Linked DNA regions of Ovis aries: region 1 is linked to region 2. Evidence: chromatin contacts called from public Hi-C data. All regions are on one chromosome and are shown on one strand. Each heading gives the region's core, a stretch centred on a gene start, on an enhancer-like site or on the middle of the called end of the contact. The rest is flanking DNA. Distances are from core to core; before and after follow the strand shown.

Region 1 (2,984 bases), core at 397-2,896, 210 kb after region 2:
AGCATGACCCATATATGAGATGGGGAACAAGCCTGAGTGTGTGTGTGTGTGTGTGTGTATGTGTGTGTGTGTGTGTGTGTGTGTGTGTGAGAGAGAGAGAGAGAAAGAGAGGATGGGTTTGCAACACACATGCTAAGCATGACCCATATATGAGATGGGGAACAAGCCTGAGTGTGAGAGAGACTCTGTGTGTGTGTGTGTGTGTGTGTGTGTGTGTGTGTGTGTGAGAGAGAGAGAGAGAGAGAGAGAGAGAGAGAGAAAGAGAGGATGGGTTTGCAACACACATGCATATACCCAATGTGCTACCACAGGGGGCGAAGGGTGGCGACCGTTCATTAGTGCTGTGCAGTGCCTTCATCTAGAGATGACAAGTTCTGGCAAGAAGGAAAAAAAATAGCTCTTCCTGTGTGCAAGTCATCCTGTCCCTGCCTTCTGTATGCATTTGTCATCAAAACGCAAGAGCCCCTTGTTCTTGCCACAGAGGGATAATTGATGTGTATGAATATTCCAGAATGGAAATGGGACAGATGTTGGAAATAATGGCTCGGAATAATATTTTTGCAGATGAAAGCTGAGCCTTTAGTAAGAGAGACTGTTGGGGTGGGGGAGGGTGTTGTTCTGGATGAGCTGAACTGTAATCAACAATTAGCAACCTTTAAAGGCAAGATAGAGCCCTGCCCTCCCCCCGCCCTTGCAGTTGCCTTTCCAGGAACATGGGAGCTGATCTGTCCTCCAGCTCAGTTCTTGCTTACACTTTCCGTGGTGTATCTAATACAGTCTCATACAGACCAAGCTCGGTTAACTGTGGACCCAAAAAAAGCAACACAGATTACATAATGGCCCAAGTTTTTAAAAGCATGAGAATACTTCAGATGAATGTTAAGATCTTCAATCTCATGTTTTAAGGCTGGCTGTGATCCTTTCAATTTAGTACTAGGGCCTGCTGTTGGATTGAGAGCCCCAGTCTAATAGCAGTATCAGCATTTTAAATCTCATGCAGCCCAACCTGCTGGCACTGAGGGTTTAGTATGACTCTAAAACGAGAGCTTCCACATATGGAGCATATTCTCCCCAAATAACTATTCCTTCCTTCTTCCCCTTCCACCCTCCACCACACGTGTGTGTGTGTGTGTGTGTGTGTGTGTGTGTGTGTTCATATACTGAAGGGCAAGCAAGCTTGTCCCTCCCTCCCCACCATACACACACCAGTACACACAGAAGAAAAGCTAAGTTTCACCTCTAGGAAGGTTTCTAATAATGTGTTCTCTAAGATATGACCCACCTTACTATTTTTCCCTTGTGTCCACCCGTTTTCCCACTGGGAAGCAGAGTCGGCAAGCCCAGCGTTTCAGGACACCAGCAGCCCTGGGCTGGGAACAAGCAGCAGGAACAGCTCTTGCCCAGAAAGAGGCCCTGGGTGCTGTCTTCCTTTTCGCCTGGGAGTCTAGTCACAGCCTGAGGCTAGAGGCTCCCTGGGGAGACGGGCAGACACTCATTCCTGGGAGCAGGTCTCCCCTTTCACCTCATTTGCTTCAACACGTGCTTTTTGCCTCTGTCTTTCCAACAGGTCAGCGGACAGACTGCAGTCTGGCCAGGTAGGTGTGGCCTGGGACAGCCCTGGGGGCGGATGGAGAGAGCTAGCAGCCTTGGATGGCTCTGCGAAGGAGTGGCCTAGGGCTGGGGTGGCTTCCATCCCTTTGCCTTGCTGACCCCATCTGGCCTCAAATGGAAATGAGGTTTGCTGAGCAGAACTAAGTGAAGGGAATTGCCATTTGCTGAAATAGTCCCAGTGACCTGAAATGGTCAGTGCTGGAGGGCCCTGGAAACCTTACCTGAGTGTCTAGACTTCACCATGTGGGTTTTGGGAAGTCTCTGACCCAGGGAGGGAAGATCAGAAGATAGCCTTTGACCTGAGAATTTTCTTATACATGGAAAAGATGACAGCCTCTAATAGTGAGTGTCGCTGGATAATGAAATATTACCATGCATTGCTAGCCAGCAGCACTGGTACAGATCCTCGCCTGATGTACAAGTATGCAGCCCTCCCAGTCTTCCCCACCTTCCCCGCCCTCCCCCACCCCAGCCAAATATTTTCCCTCTCAGTCATGGAGCTGCAATGAGAAAACGCATGAGTTGGCGGATAGCAGGGCTTTCATTCAGCCAGTGGTTCTCAGATGCCTACAAATGTGCCGATTTAACGGGGGAAGAGCTTTCATGAGCTGGACTCCTTAGAGACCCTGGGTTAGCCCATTATATATAAACCACTTATATCTGCCAGCACATGAAATAGTCATGAGGTTGTTTACAATTATAGGCTCATTATTCAAAAATGCCTTCATTTGCCTTTCATCGTTTTGTCATTGTGGATTACGATAAGGACCCCATTAATATACTAGTCTTGTTGACTGGAGGGAGTCAGGATAATGGGATTCTATCTTCTTGGTGATAGAGTCTTAGTCTGAGTTCACCTGAAGTTCCATATCTCCGGAAGGCTCTATAGGAGTGAAAAGAGCTGAGCTGAATTTCCTCATGCTGGGTTATTTGCTGTGTGACCTTGGGCTGTTCTCTTTCCCTCTCTGAACTCCAGTTCCTGATCTATAAGACAAGAGAGAGCATTCACCTAGATCCAGGAAGCTCTAGGATTCCAGAGAGTTCCTTAAGAGCAGCCTACTGGAAGGGGCAGATGGTGCCCAGCAGCCCTGCTATGGTCCCTACCTCCTACCTTTGCTCAGAGAGATAGAGCTGCTCTCCTTGCTTGGGAGGTTGCTGTCTGAATCAGATTCCCTTGGAGAAAAGGCTTCCAAGGCTAAACACAGCCTGAAAAGCATTGACCTATGGAATCACCAAGATTCCTTCCAGTCTGGACCCTCTACCCTCTAAATTCCAGGAATATCACTCCCTAACTTTTCCCTAAGGATTTTCAAAAGAAAGAAAACCGTAGCTTCTTTTGGTGTTGATTAGTGTCTCCTTGCGCACAGAGGTCT
Region 2 (2,916 bases), core at 378-2,877:
CCCCTAGAGCTGAGCACTTGTTTACAGAATTTGCAACACAGGATGGACACGCGCCGGTCCTTGAAACTACAGCTGCTGCTGGTAGACATGGCGTCTCGGAAGGATGAGGTGTGGGATTTTGGAGCAATACCCTCCCTCGTTTGATTCCCCCAGGCTAAAAAGCAAATTGTGAGGCCTCGAGCTTTTCTAAGCCCAACAATTGAGAAGGATATGAGTTCTTTTCTGTTCTCCCGTTCGAGGGTAGAAGTACTATTTATTGAGTAGGAACAGAGAAGCAACAATCTTGGCTTTCTCTTTAACTTTCGGGGGGAAGGGAGAGGGGTTTGAAGTGGGGAGCAGGCAAACTGCAAGGTGCCTTGGGGAACTTCTCTAGAGTTTTCCTGTCCTATGAAGGATCGTCTGTCCCTTAGTTCCTTTTGCACTTCCCTTAGCTTCTCGCTGACAGGCTTTTACCTACAGGTTCCTACTCAAGCCTCCTCGCTCGGAGCGCTCCGATTCCTCTCTCTCTCTCTCTCTCTCTCTCTCTCTCTCTCTCTCTCGGGATACGGGGCTAAGGTTCCCTACCCACGATTCCTCTGTGGAAATCTTTCTCCTCTCCTCAGGATTCAGAAACCCCCTCCGTTTTTCCCACAGGCGAGCGTGGGTATCCCTTAACCCTCCCGCGACCCTTCTCCTCTCTGCCAGTTCGCGAGACCCCGGCTTCACTTCTTTCCTGGCACAGTCCCCAGCCCTCAGCGTGCGGGCTCTCGCGTCGTTCCTCCTGCGTCTCCCTCCCCTCAGCTTTCCCTCGCGGCTCCCGCCGATCCCTCAAGTCTTTCCCGAGCGGCCGCTCCAGAGCGCGGGGGGCTGTCGGCAGGGCGGGGCAGAGGTCGCTTTGCGGGCTCGGTCGGCGTTGGGGGGTCTCTGCCACCGCACACGTCGCTTTTTGCTCGCTCTTCCGCTCTCGGCCTTTCCAACCCGCTGTCAGTTTGAATCGGCCGGCGCCGTGCACCGATTGGGAGAACTAGAGTTCGCCCACGTCCCGCATTGGAAGGCTCGGGAGCCGGCCTCTGAGGCGATCTCAGTGGTCAGGAACGCCGACGCCCCGCCCCAGTAACGGTGCCTAGATAAAACTCGGCTTGCTGGTTGGCAGAGCTTGGCCCCGCCTCCGATCTCATTGGTCCGCTCGCGAGGATTCGGCGAGGCCACCCCTCGCCAGAGTGAGAGAACAAGGCACGCCCACCACGCTTCTCATTTGCAGACGTTCCACAGGCCCCGCCGCGCTCTACTCTGCATTGGCTAGAATTCTCCGCAACGCCCCGCCCCTCTACCCCCGGCCCAATCGGCCGGGCCTCCCCTCAGAAGTGTGTGTTTGGCTGTTGGTTCTCTCTTAATCCCGCCCTTCCATTCTACTGTGGGGCTCGGCCGCCCGGGGAGGAGTTTAACTCTGTGACCACGCCTCGACGGTGCTAGTCACACCTCCAGGGTTTCGCCAGCTCCTCCTCCTTATTCCTGGCCTCTCGGGATCAGCTGTTCCTATTGGCTATGGGCCCCATCGGTCGATAGAAAGCGGGCGCTGATTGGCAGGAGGGTGGGCCCTGCTTCCCGGCGGGGTCCTGTGGAGTTGGCAGAGGCTCCTCGGGGGACTAAGGGGACCGATCTGCGTAGAAGCGGGTGGCGGGGACGAGAAGGGAGGAGAGCTCCTAGTGGGAAGCGGAGCCGGGGGCGCAGGACCCGTCGCGTCAGAGCCAGGTAAAGGCTCCGTCCCTCTCCCTTTTCTTCTCGCCCGCCGCGGGACTGGAGCCCAGACTGGACAGACCGGGCGGCAGAGGCGGGAAGGAGAGGGCGCGGATGTGGCTCTCGGCATCGCCCTCGCGCTGCCGCCCGGAACCCCTCAGGCCCCCTCCCTCCGGACCCTCTCCCCGTCTCCCGGCGCAGCCCACAGTGCTTCTTTAGGGCTGCGTCTCCGCCCTTCACCGTCCTGCCCGGGACCCTGCCTTGGCTCTCGCGCCGCGGCGCAAGCTCCCAGCACCCCCCCCCCCCCAAACCCCCTGCACACGGGCAGCCTCGGTGCACCTTTGGGCAGCCGTCGTTGGCATCATCCGTGACCAACGACTGCCCTCTGCCTCTGTCTCCAAGCCTTGGCGGAGAGCCCAGTCACAGCCCTGGACCCAGAAAGACGGGTGTTCCGCGCTGTTTCCGAGGCTCTTCTCCGGCCTCAGCCCCCCGGCCCGCCCGGAACGGGCCCCTCTTCACGCACTCGCCTTCTCGGACCTGCCTCTGCGCCCCCAGAGTTACTAACATCGTAGCGCCGCCCGTACCACTGCGGCCCACGATAGTCTCTTAACTACCCCCTCACCCCCAAGGTAGCCCTTCCCCTGCCGGCTCCCCGCCTATCAAGCATGTGCAGAAGCTCCACTCATCCCACGTCCGCGTGCAGTCTTCGGACCCCACCTCTCACACCCCCTCCTCCCCCTGCTTCCTGCCAGTCTGAAGCACCACGCCGCCGCTCCGGCTCCCCGCTCCTCCCTCGCTGCGGCCCTTTCTCCAGGCGCGGGAAGTGGGAGACTCCCGGCGCGGAAAGGGAAAGGGGCGGCCAGAGAGGGAGGGTCGCCGCCGCGGCGCGTCCCGGAGCGAGACATGCCGCTCTGCACTCAAGTCCTCGTCTCTCCCGCCTCCTGGGCCTGGGTCCGAGCGGAATCTCCTGGGGGACCTCCTGGTGCCAGGAGTCGGGGCCGCGAACCTCAAAGACCTCCCCCCGCCCCCACCCCCCAGCCTGGGATTGGGTGCGGTGTCTGGGATCTCTGAGCTCGGGTGATCAATTGGGGGTGGCATTTAGAGTCGCTGTGGTCCCTGACTTGGGAGAGGCGGTGGCTGCCTTCCGCACCCCCCGCCCCCGCCCTGCCTTCCCGGTTTTCCCGACTCCGACCCTCGCCT

What was found. Hi-C and Micro-C count contacts between places; a contact is called where the count stands out from the background.
Region 1: a contact with region 2 is called in a Hi-C map of liver, with 2.6 times the contacts expected there. The contact joins the enhancer-like site here to the promoter of SRGAP2 in region 2. A contact is called at or near these places in 3 of 16 Hi-C or Micro-C datasets (hypothalamus, liver and tail adipose tissue).

What each region holds. Positions count from the first base shown.
Region 1 is chr12:4,025,480-4,028,463 of ARS-UI_Ramb_v3.0, forward strand. It overlaps SRGAP2 (SLIT-ROBO Rho GTPase activating protein 2), which reads left to right. Exons shown (of 23, transcript XM_027976230.2): 12 at 1,568-1,595. Among named protein-coding and RNA genes, the nearest start is that of IKBKE, 51 kb to the right of the region's middle. Within about 2 kb of position 1,647, at least 17 of the 54 cell types and tissues checked have an H3K27ac peak or open chromatin away from gene starts, as enhancers often do. A contact at or near this core is called in liver and tail adipose tissue, where this site is marked.
Region 2 is chr12:3,813,945-3,816,860 of ARS-UI_Ramb_v3.0, forward strand. SRGAP2 (SLIT-ROBO Rho GTPase activating protein 2) reads left to right here and starts at 1,628. Exons shown (of 23, transcript XM_027976230.2): 1 at 1,628-1,731. It overlaps FAM72A (family with sequence similarity 72 member A), which reads right to left and starts at 970. Exons shown (of 3, transcript XM_027976226.3): 1 at 1-970. The coding sequence starts at 89.